Linked DNA regions of Mus musculus: region 1 is linked to region 2. A link is a contact called in public promoter capture Hi-C data. All regions are on one chromosome and are shown on one strand. The core of a region is the stretch at or near the end of the contact, and the rest is flanking DNA. Distances in the headings are between cores, read along the strand shown.

Region 1 (6,806 bases), core at 1,897-4,396, 160 kb before region 2:
TGTTAGCCTTAAACTCCTGGGCTCGGATGATCCTTAGCTTCCCAGATATCTGTAACAATAAGCATGTTGTCACCAAATCAGCTAAGAGTCGATTTTTTTTTATTATTATTTTTAAGGGTTTTTGAGTTTGGGCCTCATGTAGTTCAGGCTCACCTGGGAACTCTCCTGCTCCACTTCCTGTGTTGGAGTCACGCCTGCGACCATGCCCAGCTAAGGAGTGTTTTTCGATGAACCTTTGTTACTGTTCCATAAGATATGTAACAGGTGGGAGTTTTTGAAGATGTCTATACAGTTATGTAAGAACAAGGCTTAATGAACCACAACCTGTGAGCCAGATCTGACCTGCCACCTGATTTTGTATAACTCATGAGTTTAAAGTGTTTTCATATGTCCCAATGGATTGGGTGGGTTAGAACAGTTGTTTCCTGAAACCTGTGAGTGAGCAGCCTCAGTGCCCCATGCCTGAGTAGCTGTGTTGTGACAGTATGGCCTACAGAGCCTAAAGGACTTGCTACAAAGCTGCTAAAAAAGGTTTACAGCCCTTATCTATACCAATCGAAAGACACTGGCTTCCCCTGCTTATGAGGCATTATTTTATTCTATTAAACACCTTCTGTGAAAAGGGCACATTTTCTGAGCCTTTGTTATTAGGGCTTCTTGGCAGTAATTATCAACTCAAATGATACTAGCCTGATACTAATCCTGTCTCCCAGGTAGTGGGGCTCACTGAAAGTGTCAAGAGTTCATCTGTGTTTTACATCTGAGGGCCTTTAAGCAGGGCCCCAAAGCAAGTGCTTGGTTCTTCTTTCGGTATCTTTGCTCTTCTGGGACTTGGGGGAGAATAAAGATCAGACACACAATGTAGACAAGCCTATTTTGTGATGTGATGACCTTCAAATTGGATCCCGTGGCTTGTCCTCTCTGAAGGCCGGAGCCCAGTGTTTTAGTTACCCCTGTGCAGCTACTTCAAAACAGAATTTTACTTGAATACTTAATACTGTGACTGTTTCATGCCATACTTTGTGAGACAAATCTCATGAGTTGTTGAGAAATATATATTGCTCTATAAACATGTACACATTGCTTCATTTTTCTAGTGTGTGACATTGTGTGATCAACAGAGTTGAATCTAATAAATGTTTAACAGGATTTCTTATTTCTGGGTTAAAGTGAGTGGCTGTGTTGGTTTTGCCCTTTTTACACCAGATCATTGTTGACAGCTTTTTTTTTTTGAATCGTTTGAGTTTTGAGTGGGTAGTGTTAGATCAATGTGGATATAAAATTATACTTCCTCACCAACAGTGCCCGATCAGTGAGGACCTCGTCCTGGGAGCTAAGCTAATAGCACTGGCACTTCAGCAACACCACGTGGTCCAGACCTGTGTCTTAGTTTCAGGGATGGGCAGCTGCCCAAGGTCATGCCCCAGCTCTCTCCAGTCTGTCTTCTACACACTCCACAGTTAGCCACTTTCTCCAGTCTTTTATTTTTACAGAGAAGTATGAGAAAGGCATTTTCTGAGCCCCTGGTATCCAGATACGATCCTGGAATACGAATGTGAACACTTGTCTGAGTGCATTTTCGGTTGCTAATAACACAATACCACAGCTTGGGTAAGTTGTATTGTTTTAGCTCATGGCTCTGATACAAGGTCAAGGCAATGGCCTTGCTAGCAGAATCCCTAGGCGGTATAGAGCATAATATGCAAAAGACCTAAGCAAACTGGCCTTTACAATAGAGTCACTCCTAAAGCTCCATTGAATTCCTAAGTGGTTGCATGGTGAAGGCAAAGCCTTAGTCAGCTATGAAAAGGTCCTGTATGACCCCGCCTCCTGGGCCTACAGGTGGCCCGTTCCTCGTGGGAGTTCCCCCACTAGGTGCCCCCCCCCCAACCCTCTGAGGGGCTTAGTCACCTTATGACACCAGTAAAATTGGATTAGGACCCAGCCTGACGGCTTCATTTTGAACCACTCCTAAAGGGCTCATCTCTTCCTACATTCTAGAATTTGGGGGTTAGGAGATCAACGTACAGATTTTGCCCCCAGGGTCCCCTGTGCCCGGGGGAAACCGGCTGTCTTCAAATTTAGACTTGGAATGTTGACACGAGCTTTCCCTCCCCATCCCCAACTCCCAGAGAGTTCATTTAAGGAGCAACAGCAGTGGGAACTCCAGGCAGAGCCTTGACCAGGGTTGAGCAGAGACCAGGACGAGAGGGCAAGCTCCCAGGCCTCAAGGCTCAGAGTTCCTCGCAGGTCCCAGCTGGACATGATGAAGGCAGGAGGGTGATACTGCTTCACAAATCAAGACAGAAAGGGTTGGCTGTGGGCTTCAAGTACTACCTCAATATGGAGCCTGCAGCCTTCGCTCCCAGACCTGATGGTTTCGCCCCTGCAGAATGCACAGGGAACCGCCTCTGAGTGGCAACTGACAGAGGCGCAGACAGCCCCACCTTTACTCTGCTCTGTGGCTACTAAGCTCCTAGTGGGGCTTTCTTCCCAGAGCGCCACAAAAAAAGAGGACCCTGGGTGATTCCCCCAGCGCTGCTCAGAGGGCCTCCTCCAACCCCTGGCTTGCTGATGAGTTCAGAAAGATTCAGTTGATGAGGGTTACAATAGTCCCGAGGACAGAGGCCAAGCCCAATCCCGAGGAACCGGAAGCACAGCCAGACTCTGGCATGTCCATACCAGGGGCACTTTCCTTTACATGTTGGGCGGTCCACAGACCTCTGCTCTCCGGGGAGTCACTTCAGCAATGGGAAAGCAGAACGCGGGAGCGCTAGAAGCCTCTTCCTCTAAGAAAAAACGAAGTGTGTTCTGGGGCAAGGGAGAAAGCTGACCTAGAAAAGGAAAGGGCGGGGGGGGGGGGGGCATACATAGTTAGACCTTTGAGAACATTTTTTAAAGTTTTTGTTTTCATGACAAAAAAAAAATGTGTTTTTTTTTTGTCATGCTATCATCACTATCTATCAGCTATCTATCACCGGTCACAATACCTGAGATTTGATGAATTTACAAGAAGGAAGGGTCTATTTTGACTCACCGGTCTAGTCCACCGTTGTGAGCAGCTTACTTTGGGACCGGGCCCAGAATGAGCATCAACAGAGCTGGGCTGAGGAAAACGGCTCCCACGGCGGGTGGAGAAGCAGAGCGAGGAAGGCACGCACCCAGTGAGGTCACTTCCTTCCACCGGACCCCACTTCTTAAAGCTTCCAGTGTGTTCCAGCAGTGGCGGGGTTTGGGGATCAAGTCTTCCCACACATTGGTCTTTCTGGGACATTTTAGATCCAAACAGTGGCCGAAAGTCATTGTCATTGGGCTGGTGTGTATTTGGCTCATCTCCCTTTCAAAAACTCAGTAAAATAAAGAACTCTTGCAAGACCGTAATGATCAAGGAGACTTTTAATTCACAGACCTGAGGAGTAGCACTCTGGGTCTCAGAACGGGACCTCCACAATTTACCCCAACAAAATTGCTAATAGACTGATGGAGACAACTTCGTGGTGGAAGAGATCCAAGAATGAATACATCCAGCATCAATTCTACAAAACTAGAAACTTCAAGGACGTCTGGTAATGTGGTTTAAGGGAAGGTGTGTCTATGAAGGGTCGCACAGAATCGTTTAGGGTGACGTATTCATTAGCTCAGTTAGAGCGGCGGCTCCAGGGCATGGACATATTCATCACATTATACTTAGTATGTGTAGTTTATTCTAAGTGAATTATACCCCAATATACTTTTTAAAAAATTACTTTTCCTGCAGTGCTATGAACTGAATTTAGGTTCTCACACACGTAGGTAAATTCCTAGTTGTAAATTGGTTTTTGTTTGTTTGTTTGTTTTATAAATACTGTCAGGGCTGTGCTACAGTGTCTCAAAATACAGTGGGGAGAGAGAGAGAGAGAGAGAGAGAGAGAGAGAGAGAGAGAGAGAGAGAAAGGAAGGGAAGGAAGGAAGGAAGGAAGGAAGGAAGGAAGGAAGGAAGGAAGAAAGAAAGAAAGAAAGAAAGAAAGAAAGAAAGAAAGAAAGAAAGAAAGAAAGAAAGAAAGAAAGAAAGAAAGAGAGAGAGAAAGTTAGTTTGCAGCAGGGACAGAATGTCCTTTAATATTGATAGAAAGCCACTGAGCTGAGACTGGTCAATTCAAGCTGACTGTCCTCAAGAAGGACCCGTGAGTTTCAGAAATTGTATTTGTTTTCCCAATATAGATACAGCAAATAATAGTTTTAGTCTTTGTTCATTTGGGGTGTGTGTGGTGTGTGTGTGTGTGTGTGTGTGTGTGTGTGTGTGTGTGGTTTTGTTTTGATTTGAGACAGGCTCTTTCTACGGAGCCTGACTGTTCTAGAACTTACTATGTAGACCAGGTTGGCCTTGAACTCACAGAAATCTGCCTGCCTCTGTCTGCTCAATGCTGGGATCAAAGGAGTATGCCATTATACCTGGCTAAGTGTTTTAGTCTTTGCAGACAACCCCTATTACAGTCCATTTAAAACCTTTTTGTGGGCTGGAGAGATGGCTCAGTGGCTATGAGCACTGACTGCTCTTGCAGAGGTCCTGAGTTCAATTTCCAGCAATGGTGGCTCATTACACATAGTGGTGGCTCACAACCATCTGTAAAGGGGATCTGGTGCCCTCATCTGGCGTATCTGAAGACTGTGACAGTGGACTCACATACATGAAATAAATAAAACTGAAAAAAAAAAAGTCTTTTTGTAAGATAAGAGCAGCCATGGGGTCATTCATACATAAACACATGAATGATCATGGTCCAAAAACTTTTTACAGACACAAAATTTGAAATTCATATTAGGCATGTGATCAAAACATTTCAATTTTTTTCCCAACCATATAAATCCTAAAACCTGGAGCTGGAGATATAATTCAGGGGTAGAGCCTACCATACACCAGACTCCAGGCTTCTGTCTCCAATACTGAGGGAGAAAAAAGAAAAAAGATTACAGTAAAAGCATTTTTTAAAAATCCCTTTTTAGCACATGCAGCATAAGAAAACAGGTCTCCTGATCCATCTCCAGGGACCCTCTCTATAGGGAGGACCAGAGGATCAGAGGATTAAACGGTCCTCCTCGGTGCCTGGCAGGCTGCTTGAACTGACTGTTCTCAGCAGGTTTATCTCTCGGTGTTAGAGGACATTCTGTCCTCCGCTGGAGAGGCTTGTAAGTGGCAGCCGTGCAGGCGAAGAGTGTAGATTCAGGCCAGTGTCCCTTGACCACAAGTCCCAGATTTAGCCACATTAGCAGAAGGAAAATATAGTTCTCCTTCAAAGAAGACTTCCTTAGATCATCATATGTATGGAATACAAGAATCAACACCTTGTCAAAACATGTGGAAGATAATACATTTAAACGAATAAAATCAAGACTCAGCATCCAGGATATCTTGGTCACATAAAAATAATAATAATAAAAAAAAAGTCCTCACTATGTGAAAGAAGTGTTGAGGAATACTTTTTTTGTTTTGTTTTGGGTTTTTTTGTTTTGTTTTGTTTTTCGGGACAGGGTTTCTCTGTATAGTCCTGGCTGTCCTGGAACTCACTTTGTAGACCAGGCTGGCCTCGAACTCAGAAATCCGCCTGCCTCTGCCTCCCGAGTGCTAGGATTAAAGGCATGTGCTACCACACCCAGCTACCTGTTTTTAAATTACAATTGTGTGTGTGTGTGTGTGTGTGTGTGTGTGTGTGTGTGTACATGTGCATATTATCCAGATATTTTGTGTGGAGGCCAGAGAACAACTTTGGGGCGTTGGTTCTTTCTGTCTACCATGTGGGTCCTGGGAATCAAACCTAAGTCTTCAGGCTTGGCAGCAGGGGTCTTGCCCTGCTGATCTATGTCACTGTTTTCTTACTTCACTGGATGGCTGTTTACTTCTTGAGACAGGTCTGTAGCCTGGGCTGGCCTTGAATACAGTAGTAGTTGTGGATGGTGATCTTGAACTCCTGATTTCCCCACTCCCACCTTCCAAGTGCTAAAATCACAAGTGATGGCTGTTCCTCATTGTGTGTCTTTTGTTTGTTTAAGACTTATTTATTTTATTTATATGAGTACACTGGTTGTGAGCCACCATGTGGTTGCTGGGACTTGAACTCAGGGCCTCTGGAAGAGCAGCCAGTGGCCTTAACCGCTGAGCCATCTCTCTTTAAGGTGTCTTAAACATACTCAATTGCAGGATGCTGGCATTTGAATCTTTCTAAAACAGTAACTAGTTGTGCGCTCAGCCTCTGAGCCCTATAAAATGCTTTCTCCCACATGCTACAACAGTTTCTCAACCTGTGGGTTGCAACCTCCATAGCAGTTATATATCAGATAATTGCATTACGATTCATAACAGTAGCAAAATTACAGTTATGAAGAAGCAATGAAATAACCTGTAGTTGGGTTCACAACGGCAGGAGGAACTGGATTAAAGGGTCTCAGAATTAGGAGGGTTGAGGACCACTGCTTATTTTTCTCTGTTCATCAATACCTCTGAGAGTCTTGGAACCCAAGATCATTAGTTATTGACAGAGCAAGATGGATGCTGAGGGGCTAGCCTAACCCCTTTTTAGTCCCCAGGAAACAAGTGGGTCACAAGACAGGATCCATTTTCCAGTACCCATTGTGATGTTTATTTCTGATTCACTATAGAGTCAAGGTTCTTTTGTGATGGATGGATCAGAGAGACCAGGCTGAGTTCAGGCAAGAACAGAACCAGCAAACCCACTGCAAACCTAGAAGGAGGGTGGCTTATAGTGTGCTCCAGTGGAAGACACCAAGTCCATGACCTCCCACTTTGTCTTTAGCTTCCAGACACACTCGAA
Region 2 (6,696 bases), core at 1,979-4,478:
GACTCTAGCTTTGGCTATTCAGTGGATGAGGGTGAGGGTGAGGAGTTCTATATTTCCCCTCATGGATATCATTATTTGAAGATTTGGCCCCTCAAGCTACATCTAAGTAATTTATTTTCCCACTTAAAATTAAAACACTCAGACCTAGCTAGAAAGTTTTCTTGTAAAGGAAGGGTCTCGTGTAGTCCAGGTGGGCCTCTAAATCTGTTTGTTGGTGATTGGTTCCAATGCTTTGATTCAATCGGGAACCTGGGTGTCCAAATGCTAAAGGTCCTTGTTCTCAATTAGTTTTTGATTGATCAATAAAGATACCATTGGCTAATGGCTGGACAAAGGGAGATGGGGTGGGAGCCTGAGAGTTCTGAGGGCTAGGACACAGGCGAAGAAGGATGAGATTCAGGAGCTGCAGGGGAGAGAGGTGGGGGGAGAGGGGACGGGGGAGATAGGGAAGGAGGGAGGGAGGGAGGGAGGGAGGGAGGGAGGGAGGGAGGGAGGGAGGGAGGGAGGGAGGGGGGAGAGAGAGAGAGAGAGAGAGAGAGAGAGAGAGAGAGAGAGAGAGAGAGAGAGAGAGAGAGAGGGAGAGGGAGGGAGGGAGAGGGAGAGAGAGAGAGAGATCCATTCATAAATCCAAAGAGTTCCTAGGCCTGTGGCTGGAGACGCAGGGCCCGCCGGGAACACAAAACTCTATAGCACAAACTCACCGCTACAGGTGTTGTCAAGGATGACCTTAAACTTTGGATCTTTCTACCTCTATCTGGGACTAGAGCTGGTCCTGGGGATTAAATCCAAGGTCTCATGCATGCTAGGCAAGTACTCTGCTATTCCCAACCTCAGATCATATCACTGTTGGCTCTTCTTGCCAACTCAAGCAGCAGAGAAGGTTTTGTAAGCTTTGTAAACCCTCAAGGCAGGAAAGTGGCCAGGCCCTTGACTGAGAGCTTCTGCAGCCAGGTCCTGCCCCGCTCCAGATGCCCCTAAAGGCACTAATGGTCATTTTCTATGGGTGTTACTATCATTTTCCAGTCCCAAGGCGAGAGAGTACCCAGACCCCAACATCTTATATGGAAAAAAAAATCCCACTAATCCTTGAATAGGAAGACCCACCAATCCTTGAGCTCCCCCAAGCTCAGGACTTGAAATCTGACCAATCCTCGCCCTGGAAATCTCCACCTGGAAAGCTCCGCTGCTCCCCTCCTCCCTCCCCGCCCGGAGAAATCCTGTATAAGCCCTGCCTATTTGGCTTCCTGCTGTCTTCTCCCTGGAGCAGGGGCAGCTGCTCTTGAATTCTGGTCTCCTGATATAACCTCTTTCCTTTGCTCCCTGGTGTGAGTCATCTGCAGAAGCCAAGAAACCAAGAAGTGGAGCCCGACTGAGGCTCCTGGGCTCCTGGGCTCCTGGGCTCCTGAGCTCCTGAGCCTCAGCTGGGAGTACCCTCCCCTGGGGGCTATAAAGCCAGAGCAGTGAAACAGTTGTTACACTGTCACACTGTAGCAGTCCAGCTTAGTCTGGGATATCCTTAGGGCCGCAAGGCTTCCTTTCAGAGGGCGTGGTTCCTGGGCTCTTCTGTCTCAGGATACCTTTCCATTGGGACATTGTCCCACCTCAGAGCTATGTGGCGTTTTGGTCTCCGGTGCCTCAGGATATCTTCCATTCTAGCAGGATGCCAACAATTATTTTATTAAAAGATGATCATAAGGATTAAATACTACGAATTAAGGTAGAAGTCCACCACGATAGGATAGCCTCTGGGCTTGGGGCAATATGGAAGACTCCTCTTAGCAGGGCTTCTCTTTCTCTGACCTTGTCTGGGGAAGCCTACACTACACATATGCATGTCACATAACCTCAGTTTATGTGATGGGTTTCCTTTCTCCTGATAAAACCTGTTGAGCCAGCCCGAGATTCCCGAAATGCTTCGCTATGCTAATGAGGCTTTCCCGGGACCCTGACCCCCAGTCTTTGTTCATCCTCGGACCCCCAAAACTTTATAAGCCTTGAGTAACCCTAAGTAAAGTTGATCTGCCTACTGACATCTGGTCCCAGCGTGGTCTTTTATCTTAGGTACTCACAGGGCTTTCAAACACCCGTTCAACATCTCTGCTCCCTGTGCCTTGAGGACTATATAGGAGGGTGGGGAGATCAAAGACACTTTTTCTATGTAATGCTTTGTCTTATTTGAACAAAGGGTTTGAGACAAGTCTTTTTTTTTCTTTTCTCTCTCTCTCTCTCTTTCTTTCTTTCTTTCTTTCTTTCTTTCTTTCTTTCTTTCTTTTTTTCTTATTTTTCTGTAGCCTTGGCTGACCTTGTGTAGACCAGGTTATCCTCAGACCTGCAGAAACTTTTCTGCTTCTTCTTCCCAAGCTGGGAAATACAGATGTGTACTACCACATCTGGCTTTGTGAATATATATGTGTACCACCATGCCTGGCTGTGTGATAACAGTTGTGTAACGCCACTCCTGGCCCTGTGATTATAGATGCACAGTGCCATGCCTGTCTGTCTGTTTACTTTACAAACTATAACAAGAAAATATTTGGTACTTATATATGTCATCAAAATTCTATCACAAAGCTAGGCATGGTAGTGCATGCCTTTAGTCTCAGCATGGGGGAAGCAGAAGCAGCCAGATCTCTGAGTTCAAGGCCATCCTAGCCTACAGCAGGAGCTACAGGACAGCCAGGGCCACACAGAGAAACCCTGTCTCGAAAAAGAAACAAAACAAAACAAAACAAAACAATTACATCTTGATGATGATGGTGATGATGATGGTGGTGGTGGTGGTGGTGATGATGATAAACAACACTAATAATCCCCACTAAACTGCTGGGCTCTAACTAGCAGAAGCAGACTGAAGCACCTATAGTGTTAGCACAGTGGTGAAGCAGTACCTGTGAAAGACAGTAGTCCGATTTTCTGGGCAGCCTGAGCTCTCTTATCAAGGGATAGTCTTTTATTCTTCAGGATGCTGCCAAGCTCCAGAATCTTTTCTCTGTGAAAAATGTAGTCGGCCGTGGAGGTTGGCACCTCTTCCTTTTGCGGTGAAGCAAAAAACCGTCTCTTCACCTTATTATCCCAGAAACTTCTGAGGCTCTCCGACAGGGTTCTGAAGAGTTGACATGTCTGACTGCAAATACTGCAAATCCGTCCACAAATACCCCAATTCTCATAGGACATTGGTGCTCCTGTGTGTAGGCGAGGCTGGAGTTCAGTCAGTAGCACTGGAGCACTGCCCCGCAAGGAGATAGAACGGAATTTAGGGCACTGCCTGGCAACCTGGTAGAACAAAAAGAACAGAGGGGCCAGAAGCAATAAACACGAGGTTCCTAGCCTGGCATTCCAGGCCCCGTAGGACTAGAACAAAAGCCACCTGAGCGTCTCTGGGACCCCAACACATAGCTCACAACTGTCTTATGCTGGCTCACTGGGGACTTTCTTCTCCTTGATCTGCCCACTAGCTTCTGAGTGGCTTTTTCTGAAACCTGCAAGGCTTGTTTTTGTTTACATCGTAGATTTCCCGTTTTGATGACAGAGCTGAAGCCATCAAGAGAATCATCTGTCCCTTCCGTTGTATCTACCCACCTGTCTGCCCATGTCTTCTTTCCTTCTGTGCCTGTGGTGGTAGCTAACTTCTCCCAATCCCCTAAAAGACACTACTCCTCTATTCTTCCCTTAGTACATCGCCAACTAGATCCCCTAAGGTGTATATACAAGGATCTGGGCTTTAAGTCAAGTCTTTCAGCTGGGTGTGGTGGTATCCACCTATCATTCAAGCATTTGGGAAGCTTCTGCAACAGGCCTTTGAGTACGATGATGCTAACTTGGGCCATATATAGCAAGATCCTGTCCCAAAAAGCCAAAACAACTCCTTTCTTTTCTCCTCTCTCTCTCTCTTTCTCTTTCTTCCTCTCTTTCTCTCTTTCTTTCTTTCAAAGAATTATTTATTCATTTTATGTACACGAGTACACTGTAGCTGTCTTCAGACACACCAGAAGAGGGCACCAGATCTCATTACAGATGGTGATGAGCCACCATGTGGTTGCTGGGAGTTGAACTCAGGACCTCTGGAAGAGCAGTCAGTGCTGTTAACCGCTGAGCCGTCTCTCCAGCCCCCAAACCACTCTTGATTCTGTGTATTCCATCTTTCCTCTGGATAGATCAGCTGAGCTCACACGGCAGCTTTAAATAACGGCTACATCCTGAACACTCAATTTCATGTGTTTAGATTGTCTTCAGACCGGACATTGCCATTTGACTATAATGATCTTAAATTCCCAAGCTCAAGTGATTCTCCGGTATCAGCCTCCCAGTTAAGTCAGCTGGGACCATAAGTGTACAGCACTGCATCAGGGTCACACAAGGACATACTCTCTCAGCCCCTATCAAACACACACACGCACACACACACACACACACACACACACACACACACAGGCGCACACACAGGCGCACACGCACACACACAGGCGCACACGCACACACACAAACGCACATTTGGAGACAAGGTCTCTACAAGTGTGGCTGTGAGTTGGGGTTATACACAGGAATGTGCAGGCACTGGCCAGAAGTAGATTTGGAACCCTAGGCAAGTTCCATCTTTTTTTTTTTTTAAACTAAAAGATTTGTCTCGTTTTCCGTTTTTATGTGTATAAGCTTTGCCAGTATGTATGTCTAAATACCACATGTATGCCTTCTGACTTGGAAGTTGGAAGAGGGCATTGGATTCCCTGCAGTTATAGATTGATTATGGGCTGCCATGGACGTCTATAGAGTGAACCAGGGTCCTTCGCAAGAACATGGAGTTTTCTTAAGCACTGAGCAATCTCTCCGGCCCCTAAAGATTTTTTTTTTCTTTTTGGTTACACTCTGCCGGCACCCACAGGTACGCTCACATAAACCTCACCCCATACCTATACCACATACTGCAAAAGTAGTGAGTCTGAAGCAGACTTAACTAACTGAAACCTTGTCTCAAAACACACACTCCAAATCCCCAACTCCAATATATACAAATACTTAGAGGCAAGGTGTATGTCCTAGTGTAATTGAACTTGATGTAGTGGATATGTGTGTGTGTGTGTGTGTGTGTGTGTGTGTGTATGTGTCCATACATGAGTACAAGTGCTTTCAAAGGCCAAAAGAGGACACTGGATTCCCCTGAAGCTAAACTTTACAGATGGTTGTGAGTTGTCTGACTTGGGTGAACTGGGGCCCTCTGGAAGGTAGCAAGTTCTCTTAATTACTGAGCTATTTCTACAGCTTAACCCCTGAGACCTTGATTTCACTGTCTTAGTAAATCAGGCACTGTGATTATGCTCTGATGCTCAGTTGTGTGTGGGGTGTGTGTGTGTGTGTGTGTGTGTGTGTGTGTGTATGTATGTGTGGTTTTGTTTATTTGTTGAGACAGAGTCTCACTCTGTAGCCTTGGGTGGCCTGGGAGTTGCTATGCAGACAGGCAGGCCTTGAATGCATAGAGATCTGCTTATCCACTTGCCTCAGCCTCTCGCAGTTCTATCATCTATCAATCAATCTATAAATCTATCAATCTATCAATCTATCTATCTATCTATCTATCTATCTATCTATCTATCTATCTATCTATCTATCTATCTATCATCTGTTTCATCCTTGAAATCACTCTGTAGACCAGGCTCAAATTCACAAAGATCCACCTGCCTCTGTCTCCCAAGTGGTGGGACTAAAGATAAAAGACACCGCACTCTGCCACAATTTTATAATGTTTTAGTAGGACTTCTCACCTGAATTTCAGACTCATATTCATTCAAAAACTTTATCTTTGGATATAAGCTTTATCATGTCTAAAATAGCTCCTGGGTTTTTTCCTTCTTGCTGTAGGGGTTTCTGTAGATATTCTATCTTTTCAGTTTCTTGTTCAGGCTAAATATGAACTCATCCTAAGCCCGTTTTCTATTCCATTTCCAACTCCCTACCAAATTCTTTTGGCTCTATTTTTCAAAACATATCCCATAAATCAGAAAATGTCCTTGACTATGTACCTCTGTTACATAAAAGTATAAGGATATAAAGAGTATAGAAAAATTTAAAACATCAACCATGGTACTTTTTCAAAGCCTTTGTATTTCTTGCCTCTGGAATATTATTTTTTAACATTTATTTTTATTTTATGTGTATGTGTGTTTTTCCTGAGTGTGTTTGTATACCGTATGTATTCCTGGTACCCCCAAAGGGCAGAAGAGGGTGTGAGATACTTGTGAGCTGCCTTGTGTGCTGGAAATTGATTTCAGGTCCTCTGGAAGAGCAGCAGTGCTCTTAACTCTTGAGCCATCTCTCTAGCATCCTGGAATATTCTTTCCAGAGATAATCTACATGCTTTCTCTGTTCAGTTTTCAACCATACCTTTTTGTATGCCTTTTCTGGTCTTTAAATTTATGACCTTTGACTTTGCCTCTTCCTACGCAACCTCCCTTCCTCCAATCCCACTTTGGAACCAGAGTTCAAACTCAGAGCTTCAAGCTTGTGAAACATTTGTTTTAATGCTTGGTTATATCCTTGTGGTGGTTTGAATATGCTTGGCCCATGGGAAGTGGCACTACCAGGAGGGGTAGCCGTTAGAGGAAGTGTATCCCTGTTTAGGAAGGCTTTGAGGTCTCCTAGTGCTCAGACTCTACCCAGAGTAGAGAGACCCTCCTCTTGGCTGCCTGCAAAAGAGTCTCCTCC

What was found. Promoter capture Hi-C pulls out the DNA fragments that hold promoters and counts their contacts.
Region 1: a promoter capture Hi-C map of liver shows a contact between it and region 2, with 2.7 times the contacts expected there. The contact joins the promoter of 4932702P03Rik here to the promoter of Armh2 in region 2. A contact is called at or near these places in 6 of 39 promoter capture datasets (the 3T3-L1 cell line, 3T3-L1-derived adipocytes, the C10 cell line and 3 more), 7 of 484 Hi-C or Micro-C datasets (CD8 T cells, bone marrow-derived DN2 thymocytes, embryonic fibroblasts and 4 more) and 2 of 9 other capture datasets (adipose tissue and liver).

The regions. Positions count from the first base shown.
Region 1 is chr13:24,901,940-24,908,745 of GRCm38.p6, reverse strand. It overlaps 4932702P03Rik (RIKEN cDNA 4932702P03 gene), which reads right to left and starts at 3,146. Exons shown (of 3, transcript NR_045182.1): 1 at 3,038-3,146. Aldh5a1 (aldhehyde dehydrogenase family 5, subfamily A1) reads left to right here. Exons shown (of 10, transcript NM_172532.3): 10 at 1-1,167.
Region 2 is chr13:24,737,753-24,744,448 of GRCm38.p6, reverse strand. It overlaps Armh2 (armadillo-like helical domain containing 2), which reads right to left and starts at 3,228. Exons shown (of 2, transcript NM_001370932.1): 1 at 2,889-3,228. The coding sequence starts at 3,174.